2 separate regions of the Sus scrofa genome follow, and region 2 is linked to region 1. A link is a contact called in public Hi-C data. All regions are on one chromosome and are shown on one strand. Each heading gives the region's core, a stretch centred on a gene start, on an enhancer-like site or on the middle of the called end of the contact. The rest is flanking DNA. Distances are from core to core; before and after follow the strand shown.

What was found. A called contact is a pair of places that touch in the nucleus more often than the background predicts.
Region 2: a Hi-C map of embryonic fibroblasts shows a contact between it and region 1, with 1.6 times the contacts expected there. The contact joins the promoter of BACH2 here to the promoter of MDN1 in region 1. A contact is called at or near these places in 1 of 5 promoter capture datasets (liver), 2 of 47 Hi-C or Micro-C datasets (embryonic fibroblasts and skeletal muscle) and 1 of 2 datasets of contacts at active chromatin or transcription factors (skeletal muscle).

What each region holds. Positions count from the first base shown.
Region 1 is chr1:57,824,140-57,829,551 of Sscrofa11.1, forward strand. MDN1 (midasin) reads right to left here and starts at 2,223. Exons shown (of 103, transcript XM_021089975.1): 1 at 1,948-2,223. The coding sequence starts at 2,049.
Region 2 is chr1:58,278,675-58,284,086 of Sscrofa11.1, forward strand. It overlaps BACH2 (transcription regulator protein BACH2), which reads right to left and starts at 2,678. Exons shown (of 7, transcript XR_002343529.1): 1 at 2,544-2,678.

The sequences.
Region 1 (5,412 bases), core at 973-3,472:
GGACCGCAGTGGCAGGAGAGTCTCTTAAAGCTGAGCCTTTACCCAGAGGGTTCTGACACTTTCTGCATAAACAGTGTCAGAATCAAATTAAATTATAGGACCCCACTGGTGTCAGAGAATTGCTTGGTGGTGTTAGAAAGAAAATGCACAAGCTGGAATTAAAAGTCAGAATTGTAGGAAGGTAGTGGCAGTGGGAATGAAGAGGAAGGAAGATTCAATACTGAGGAAGGAAAATCAGGAGGACCTGGCAAAAAGTGATGGAAAAGGAGTGAAAAAGAGTTGAGGACACTAAGTTCTCTATAATTAGGGACTAGATAAAGAGAGAGTGGTGTCACCAGCTGAGATAACACAGAAAAAAAGCACAACCCTAAAAAATTCTTACTTCATATCCCAAACTCCATTAGAACAATGTTTCAAAAGTCTTTGCTTTCCAGTATAAACCGTTTTTCCCCAAATAAGAGAAAAATAGAATGAAAACAATCAACTCTTCTATGAGTGAAGGACTTGAAAGTATTACTGAAATTGGAAAGGAACAACCCTGAAAACCTCTTAGATTCTATCCAATCTGAAACACAGAATCTATAGGAGTGGTTCTCACACTTCGAAATGTCAAGTTCTCTAAAATAAAGGCTACAAACCATTTCCTCATGTTACTCCCAATACACAAGTACCAATTTTATCCAATTACAGTGGTGGAGAATCATAAATAAATACCCTGTTGCCAGTGGTCCATGATCACTAGCTTCAGAACCTCTGCTCTAAATGCAAGCCCACTTACAGAAAAACACTTCTAGCCAAAATACATAATTCAGGAGCCTGTCACCACAAGCTTAGCTCAAATAAACTGATCATCTCTTTCCTTAATTCCTCCCATCAAAAATCAGTTTTCTTTCTAGACTTCCCCATTTGTGTTAGTGATTCCCTTCATTGGGGGGTCAAAGGTCAGACACCCAAGGGATATCTTCCATTCCTCCCTCTTTTGCTACACACGTTCAATTTGTTATCACCAAACAGAAATGCCTTTCATGTTAGTTCCCTGCTGCTCCAGACCCAAAATACTGCTATCTCTTCCTAAGCAATAGGGTATATATGTACATAATACATTTGTGACTGAATACCTAGGCTCCAGATACTGGAGTTGGAAAATAATTTTTTTTCTACTCTCAAAAAAGCTCAAAAGTCTTGGGAGTGGCGGTGGGAAAGTATAAAACAAAAAATTAAAATGCCACGTGAAAAATGCGTAAAAAGGGGTCTTCAACTCAGGCAGGAGGTAGTAAACGAGAAAAAGCTCTTAAAAGGCCAGACTACTCATTTCCCAGAAAATTCTAACTCATCTCGTAATTCCTGCAGTTAATATTTTACACTTAGCACTAGCGGTCTCGCTTTGTCCTTCAATCTTTTTCTGTGTTTATGAACGGTCTCCAAAAATAGACACTAAATTCCCTGAAGGCAGAGACCGTAACGAATGTATGTCTCCTCAAAGAGCCATGCTGCGTCTTACACACAGCAGGAATACAATCAATACTTGTCAGTGGGCCGAAAAGACCAGAAAGGGACAGAAAGGAAACAAGCACAGAAGCTAACCGGGGGGGCTGGACTCGGCACACTTAGGTAATACACACGTCTAAAGGGCAGAGACGCAACCTAAATTACAGAAAAACCAAACACACTTCTTTCCGAAGGCCAGGTCTGCCACACGCAGTCAGGGCACTAGAAAAGGGGCAAGTAGGTGGAAAAGGGAAGGGAACGCTCCCCCCGAGAAAAACAAAAGGCTCCTCAAATGCGTGCGGACGCCTCCTCCACTGGCCAACCCCGGGGAGGGGGCCAGGGCCAGAATTGACCAGACGCCGCTTCCGCGTACCCTTAAAGCTGCGCATCTTCGCGTAGGGCCAAGGGGCAAGCTCCAGGTGGGCGGCAGGGACCGCCAGGCTCTCTTCCTTCTCTTACCTGCTTGACCAAGAACCTGCCCAGCTCGCTGCGGCTCTTCTCGCTCTTGGCAGCGATTAACCGCAGCGGCGCAGCCGCCACCTCCAACAAGAGGTGCTCCATGACGGCGGGCCCTCTGCACTGGGCAGCCACCGGCAGTCCCGGCTTCGCGCTCAGAGCCCGGGAGCTGCTGAAGTCTCCGCACCAGAGCTATCACAAACTACGCCCCTGGGGAAAGCGGCCGCTGCTGCTCCGCAGGCACTTAGAGAGTAACAGCACACGTGGGGGAGCACGCGGCGCTCTGCGTCATCAGCCCGCGACAGCGACGGACCAGCTCGTCTGGCCCCGCCCCCTGGGCAGCGGAAACACTGGACATCACTCTCCTGCCAGTTCCGGGAGGAGAATCCTAGCAGGAAAGGGTAGTTGAATCCATTTCTTGCAATGATGCGAGGTTCTGGAGACAATGAATGGCGGGACAGCGAAACAGAATATTCCGCTATGCGAAAGAAGCTAGGGAGTCCCTAAGGGCGTGTGATCAATCCTTAGCCCACCATGCCTCCCTATGCCTCAACACACAGAAAATCAGATGGGAGCAGAAAAGATTTGCCCCCTCTGATCTAGCAAGTCCCATTCTACACCTCTAGCCTAAAATATTTGCACACAAGTGTAACAAGTACACTCCTTACATCTTTCTTATCAAATATTAGAAATAAGTGTTCAACTGAGGATGAAATAAAGTATAGTATATAGGATAAAGAATATCCTCGAGTTCTGTCATGGCTCAGCAGAAATGAATCTGACTAGCATCCCTGAGGACACAGGTTCAATCCCTGGCCTCGCTCAGTGGGTTAAGGATCCGACGTTGCCTGAGCTGTGGTGTAGGTCACAGAGGAGGATCGGATCTGGCATTGCTGTGGCTGTGCTATAGGCCGGCAGCTGTAGCTCCGATTGAACCCCTAGCCTGGGAACCTCCACATGCCAGGGGTACACCCCTAAAAAGACAGAATACATATATTCTGAAACCACAGGAGTGCAGTAGAAGGGTTTTTTTAAAAGTGCATTTATATCAAGTTCATGAACAAGCCAAAATAATGGCAGACTCTTGGTTGCTTTGGGGGGGGGTGTTGATTGTGAAGGGGCCTAAGGGAACCTCCTAGGGTGATGGAAATATTTCATTAGCATTCCCTAGGTAGGTACAAAATGGGGGAAAAATCACCTGTACATTTAAGATTTTTGTGCTTTTCGGGGTTCTTGGTGTGGCTCAGTGATAAGGAACCTGACTAGAACCCAGAGGATGCAGGTTCAATCTCTGGCCTCCCTCAGTGGCTCAGTGGGTTAAGTATTTGGCTTTACCTTGAGCTGTGGTGCATGTTGCAGACTCACCTCCCTACATTGCTGTTGCTGTGGCCTAGGCCAGCAGCTTGAGCTCCCATTTAACCCCTAGCCTAGGAACTTCCATATGCCACAGGTGCAGCCCTAAAAAACAAAAATAAATAAAATTTTGCACTTTCATAAATTATACCTCTAAAAAGTGTTCTTAAGGTGGGTAGGCCTTTCTGTATTGACGTAAGTAGATCTCCAAAGGAAGTTTATACTATGTTTCAAACTTTCAAAAATACGTTTGAATTTAGGAATGGATTAGCAATGAGATCCTGCTGTGTAGCACTGGGAACTATGTCTAATCATTTATGATGGAGCATGATAATATGAGAAAAATGAAAATATGAGATAATATGAGATAATATGGGAATGTAGACATGTATGTGTAACTGGGTCACCTTGCTGTACAGTAGAAAATTGACAGAACACTGTAAACCAGGTATAATGGAAAAAAATAAAAATCTTTATATACAAAAAGAAATGCTCAATAAATGTTAATCAGGATTATTAAACAAAAAATGTTTGAATTTGAATTTTTTTTTTTTGTCTTTTTGCCATTTCTTGGGCTGCTCCCGTGGCATATGGAGGTTCGCAGGCTAGGTAGGGGTCGAGTCGGAGCTGTAGCCACTGGCCTACACCAGAGCCACAGCAACGCGGGATCCCAGCCGCGTCTGCAACCTACACCACAGCTCACGGCAATGCTGGATCGTTAACCCACTAAGCAAGGTCAGGGATCGAACCCGCAACCTCATGGTTCCTAGTCGGATTCGTTAACCACTGCGCCACAACGGGAACTCCAGAAGTATACATATTAATTAACTTCTATTTGTTTTTCTCTTGTAAATCTGGTTTTTATTACAAGGTTCTCAGCCAAGAACTCAAGAAGGGTAGAGGGAAATTACTTTTCCTCCCCTATATACCCTTTCTCAGGAATCTGTTGAAAAAGATGCTCCCCTATATAAGGGTATAAAACAGAAGAAAGAAGATACGGGATCTAGAAAGTGAGAGATTCAACACAGAAATGTGAAAAGAAAACTCAAGATGACTGATAGAAATCTCAAGACTTTCAGCTGGGCAGCAGCAAATAAGCTAACAGTTCTGGAGTAGCTAAGTTGTAGATCACATTAGTGGTTGCCTGGGTATAGAAGTGAAAGACAAAACTGACTGCAGAAAACTGTGAGGCAACATTTTTGGGTGATGGAAATGTTCTTAGACTGGATTGTAGGCATTCCTTTGTGGCTCAGTGTGTTGAGAATCCAGCACTGTCACTGCTGTGGTTTTGGTTATATCTTTGGCATGGGTTCAATCCTGGGAACTTCCACATGCTGTGGGTGTGGCCAAAAAAAAAAAAAAAGATAGATTGTAGTAGTGGTGGCACAACTCTATAAATTTACTAAAATTGTTGAGCTGCACACTCACAGTGGGTGAATTTTATGGTATATAAATTATGCCTCATCTAAGTAAAGTAGGAGACAGATGGGCCCTTGGGCTAAGAACAGCTAAAACGTGTTAGGCTGAGTAAATCGGGCCTTGCTTCTCCTTAACACCTCAAAGACAAAGTTAATGAGCAGGAGCTGAGTTCGGCTGGAGTAAAAAATAGATGACCACATCAATCACTCCTGGGCTCAAGAGGAGCTCCCCAATTACACATGCGCAGAAAGATTCTTAGAGGTCAAAAAGGGAGGGGGTGCCGGGCCTTAATAGGTCCTGATAACCATCCCATAAATATTTGCTCTGGAATCCATCTTGGCCAAAAGATTCCCACACGTATTGGGGAAGTCCCTGGGTCCTATCAGGTGTAAGAAATCAAACAAGATAATTAGCCAAAGGAAAATAAGACCCAGAAGAACTGTCCTCTCTAAGTAATTTAAATCACCTCTCTGGGGCTTTCCTTATTCAGAAGGACTCCTACACCTGCACTCCTTTTTTCTTTTCTTTTTATGGCTATCCCATGGCTTATGGAAGTTCCCAGGGCCAGGAATCAAATCTGAGCCACAGCTGCAAACATCACCACAGTTGGATTCTTTAACCCACTGCACTGGGCCAGGGATGAACCTGTGCCTCCCCAGCAACCTCGGCCACTGCAGTTGGATTCTTAACCCACTG
Region 2 (5,412 bases), core at 1,428-3,927, 450 kb after region 1:
ACTAAGTCAAAGGCATCATTCAAGAGAAAGAAAATAAATGGCTTCCTCCCAGCCACTAGAATACTAAAAAGTCACTGGAAGGGGGGGGGTCCCTGATTTCCACCCCACCCCCTGTCCCTTTCTACCTTACTCCTTCTTCTCTTCCCCAGATCCTCACATGCACCATACAAAGAACTGACAAGTAGCTAAGAGGCATGCATGTAATTTAGCTATGAGCTCTCACACACACATGTATGAGGAGAATGTTCTTCCATGTAATCCTGGCATATACAACATGAACTGACATTTCAATCCACCTGCAGAACTGACAGGTACCAGAAGAATTAACACATTTATGATTACCAAATGGCAAACATAAAGCCTTCCAAAATCCACAATGAAAGTATTACTTGGCACAAATAAAGTACGTTCGAACAGAAGTATTTTATTCCATGATTATGTTTTCTATTTCTGCCCCCCCCCCCATCTGGATAATATTCAAGTTTTAGGAACAGCAAATAGGATGGAAGTGGGCAGTCGATTCATTGCTTAAAGCAGAACACTGGAAGGGAAAGCCATTTCAGCCACCCAAAGTTTTGTGGTGAAATTATCAACTCCCCCCCAAATTGAATTTATAATGGAAATGCTGACAGACCTTTCACGGGAGCAGTGTGAATGCAACACTGTTATTTAGCAATCTCGCCTACAGACTAAAGACTTAATTCTAACAAGATGTCACTTTGACTCACGTTTATTATTACCTGGAAGAATGAAAAACGCCGTTTACTCTGGAGCTGTGAGCTGCGGGAGCACCAGGGTGGGGCAATGTCACATTTTAGGCAAGATGCCGCTGCCTTACCAAAATAGCCTCTCTACCCAAGGAGCCTTTCCCCGCACAGCTTCTTTCATGTCAGCCAGAGCCTTCGCAGCTCGACATGCCTTTCCTACATGTTACATTTTAATGATCTGAGAAAACCGTTATCAGAGTTAACATCTCTAATTTTACTCTAAACAGACAAAAGCAAAATATCTCATTAGGCAGCATCTCCGCCAAGGTTCCCACTAGGCAGGAAGGGATTTTTTTTTTTAATCTAAAGTAATTACCCTTTTTAGTTAAGTACATTCAACAGATGAAATTTACACAGAGAGTGAGAGACTACAGCACTAGACAGCGAAGGTGAAAACCCAGGAACGCCGCGTCTCGCTACCCGCTGAGTGTGCAGCTCAGTTGGGGGTGGGGCGCCCTGGTCCCTCTTGTTTCCCAGGGGCCATGGGTGGCGGCGACGGCGGTGACCGGACAGGCATACTGTGAGGCGCTCCTTCTCCGGCCACAGACAAAACCATCCTACAGCGGCTGCGCCAGAACTTCCCGCAAGTTATCAAACTCGCCTACACGTGAGAGTGGGCTGGGGATACCCAGCGCACCCACGACCCCCGAAATCAGGGGTGCGCGGCCCCTTTCACACACAGACACCCGGCCCTGCGCGCTTCCTCCCACGGTCAAGTTCCTGCAAATCCTCGCCCAGACCGAGGTCGCCGAGATGCTCACTCGAGTCCCCTCTCGCGGGCAGCTGGGGTAGTCCAGGAGCGCCGCCCGCATCCCATGACCCACCGGGTATGAGAAGGAGAACTGCGAACCCCCGGAGGACACGCCGGCGGGGTGGGGGTACGTGGAGAAGTGTCCCCTGGATAAACTCCTCTCCTAGGTGGAGCTTCTGGGGTCTGAAGACTGAAGTGTGGGCAGGGAGAAGAGGGTGTGCGTTGCACTTTGATTTCGTGCAGAATCTTGGAAGGAGAGAGGTGCAAGATCTCCCTCTCTGAAGGCATGAGCCCCTCGGCCTGAGTTCCCTGGGACGCATTCCAATAACCCGTGGTCGTTGGCTAGTAGGGATTCCACCCAGCGAGCAACCCAAGGTCTGTGCCAAGAGCCCCCAGTCTGCCTCTTCCCGGGACCTTAAACTTGGGCTTTGATACCCGGCTAGTCGTGGTGGTCCTAGCTACCCGGCAACGTCTGACAGCTGAGCGCAAAGCGTAGCGGAGCAGCCCGGGGCGCGGACGCCGCGGACAGGGAGGAGGCCGCCCGGCCTGGCACGGCGATCGCGGGCTGGGGGCCGGGGCGCCCGGGCCTCGCGGGGCCGGGAGCAGGGCCGTGGGTCTGACAGCTGCTCCGGCTCGCGCGGACGCGCGCCTCCCTTCAACCCGCCCTCCCCACGCCTGACTTATTACCCTCTGCTCCTCCTCCCCCTGCTGTTCCAAAATACCCGTCGACGCGAGCAAAATACAATGCCTCCTCTCCCGCCGTAAACAGCCAGGCGAGAGAGCGCACAGTCGCCTCTGCGCGTCCACCGGCTCGGCTCCCACCCCCTTCCCGTTCCTAGAAAATGCCATAAAAGCGGGCAGGGCGCTCGGCGGGCGGCTGCGCTCCGGGCGGCCGCGGTTCCCTTCCCGCGCCGCTTCCCCATGTCTCCCCGCCTGCCCCGCGCGCCCGCTCCCCCCGCCAACTTGCCCCACCGCCCCGCCCGCCCGCCGCCGCCGGGGCCCGGGACCCGCGGCCGGGGACTCACCTCAACAGAGAACTTTGCGTCCTTTTCCGCCTCCTCTTCCCCGCGTCCTCCTAGCCCGCAGCCCCCTCCCGGCGGTCCGCGGATCGGGGGTCACCGAAAGCTCGCGGAGAGGACGCGCATCACATGGCAGCTCGTTCCCAGCCCCCCGAGTATGCCGAGAAGGGGGAGGGGAAGGGTCGAGGGAGGCCGGGGAGAAAGCGAGAGCCCGGCGGCAGCGGGAGTGGGCAGGCGGGGTGGGCGAGGGCGGCGGCGGGCGCTCGCGTTAGCGCTGCTGCGACCGCAGCCCGGGCGTGCACGGCCGCTGCTGCTGCTGCTGCTTAGGCGGCGGCTGCTCGGCGCTGTTTGCTCCGCGCGGCGCGGCTCGCGCTCTCCCCGGAACGCCCACACTCTCAATCGCTACATTGTTGACATTCGGCGCTGACGTCACCCGCTCCCCATTCACAATAACTTTACGGGAGCCGGGCAGCGCACCTCCCCGGCCGCTGGGGCGCCGTACGCCCGGCGACTAGCGTAAGCCACTCCGCGAATGGCGCTCCCAGGGCTGGGGCGGGGGACAGGGGGCGGGAGCGCGCTCGGCCTGCTCGCGGGAGGGGGCGCGCCTCACGCCGCCGGCGCAGCTCTCCCCGCTTTGTGCGGCAGAACCACCGAGAGAGCCCCCTGCTCCGGGCCCGGCTGGCCGCCTGTCTCGGTCGGGCCTTGCCCGGGACTCACCCGAACCTTGAAAGGCCAGGGCTGGGGGCCGCTGGGGTGGGGGCAGTGGGGAGAGCTGGTGTGGCACGTGGGGAGGTGGGCAGAGCCCAGGGCACTACGCCCAGGAAGCGGAGCCAGACCTTGAGACCTGGGATTCCGGGGTTGTCTAGCGTTTCCCAGGAGGGGCAGAAAAAGATGCTCCACGGGCTCCACCAAGCTGACCGGTACCCCTCTTGGGAGGGGGTGGGGCGAGCAAGAGTAGCTTCTGACCCAACGTTGATGTTGACGTTGGAATCCTTTCCAGAAGGGCTTCAGCCTGCCCCACCGAGGGAGCCTCTAAGTCCCCACGCTGGGATTTTAAAAGGGGTTGCAAGCAGTTGCGAAGCTCACTGAAAAGCCTACGTCTGAGCTGCAGCCTCAGCCCCTACAGGGTTCCAACCACCCCCTGTCTCCCATTCCAGAGGCTGCCCGGCGCTGCCGCTGCACTTTAAGGCCATCGTGTGGCTGCCCTGTCAGAAGAAAGCTCGATGGTGGTTAGGGTTTTACAGAAAGTAATTAGGACTTAGACTGAAGGAACATTTGCAATAAAAGAAGGTTGTGTTAGCGCAGTGCTGGTGCCTGCAACTTTACTCCTGCCAAGGCCAAGAAATTCTGCCACGTTTCCCTGAGCACCTATAACTTGGCCCCCTTGTGTACCGGCAGTATTCCATATTATTACATGTGGTGCTGATTTTTAATGAATATTATAAAACTTTGGCTCGCTCTACTGAGAGAAAGATCATAAATCCCCCTGTAAAATGGGCACTGGCATATGCTGAGGAAGCAGCGAAGCGTTGCCCTGGGAGTCTTGTGATATCAGCCAAAGTGTTGCTCTGAACCACCTTCGTTTGAGGGCAGAGTTTTAAAAGGCCCTATTTTGAACGTCTGCTTGGAAGGCTAAGCCATAGCTGAAAGGAAGCAGAAGGGGCCAAAGTAATTTTTCTAACAGAGTTGCAGTGCCTCGTCGTGTGTTCTTCTGTTAGCCTCTCCAGTTTTCAGATGAAGAGAAGTCTCAGAACTGGGAGCCATCCTCCATCTCTTGACTTTGGGTCTGATGCCCCTTTTGACAAAACACCTTGCTTCCAATGTCCCTGACTGGCCTCAGGGCAAGGGCAGAGAGTACTGATGATCCCTGGTCTGCCCTGGAGGAGCCATTTCTTATCATCTTACAGTGATGTTTCTGCATTCCTCGTTCTTGTAAGCATGTGAGTGTCAATGAGATAACTTTACACATTTTGGTAGTACCAAGAAATGTTTTTCTCACAAGAGCCAGGCCTGAGAAGATCCTTGTGAGGTGGAATTCATTCATTTCTTTTTAAGCAGGCCACAGCCTCCAGCTGTGAAAGGAGTCGGGTGCTTCAATCAGTGTGGGGTGTGGAGCGGAGTGGGGTGGATGGGTTACTGCTGTAGGCTGATCTTGCAACCTTGCTTCTGGTCCCAGATGGATACAGCAACGGCTATTAACTGTCATTTCAATTAGTCTGCCACAGACTGGAGCTTCCTAGTTTGAAATTGTCAAGTATGAGATGGGTCAGCAATTAGAGATGAAAAAAAAAAAAAAAAAAAAAAGGAATGCAACTCTGACAGGTTGTGTTCGTTAGTCATTTAAAGAAGTTGAACGAGAACTAGTTGACCTCTAGGGTCACGTTGAGTACTGCAATCAGCTGCCTCTGTTGCTGTCAACGAGACAAAATCTCTGCCTTTGAGGAGCTGGAAGTCTGATGGGGAGTTTGTTATTTCATTTTCAAAGTTAGAAGCAGGTAAATTTGGAGTTCCCGTCGTGGCACAGTGGTTAACGAATCCGACTAGGAACCATGAGGTTGCGGGTTCGGTCCCTGCCCTTGCTCAGTGGGTTAACGATTCGGCGTTGCCGTGAGCTGTGGTGTAGGTCGCAGACGCGGCTCGGATCCCGCGTTGCTGTGGCTCTGGCGTAGGCCAGTGGCTGCAGCTCCGATTCAACCCCTAGCCTGGGAACCTCCATATGCCGCAGGAGCGGCCCAAGAAATAGCAACAACAACAACAAAAAAGACAAAAAAAAAAAAAAAAAAAAAAAAAAAGAAGCAGGTAAATTTGAATTAAAGCCTATAAAGCATACTCAGAATTATATGAAATTAGGATGGTAAATCAAGAATTGGACTCT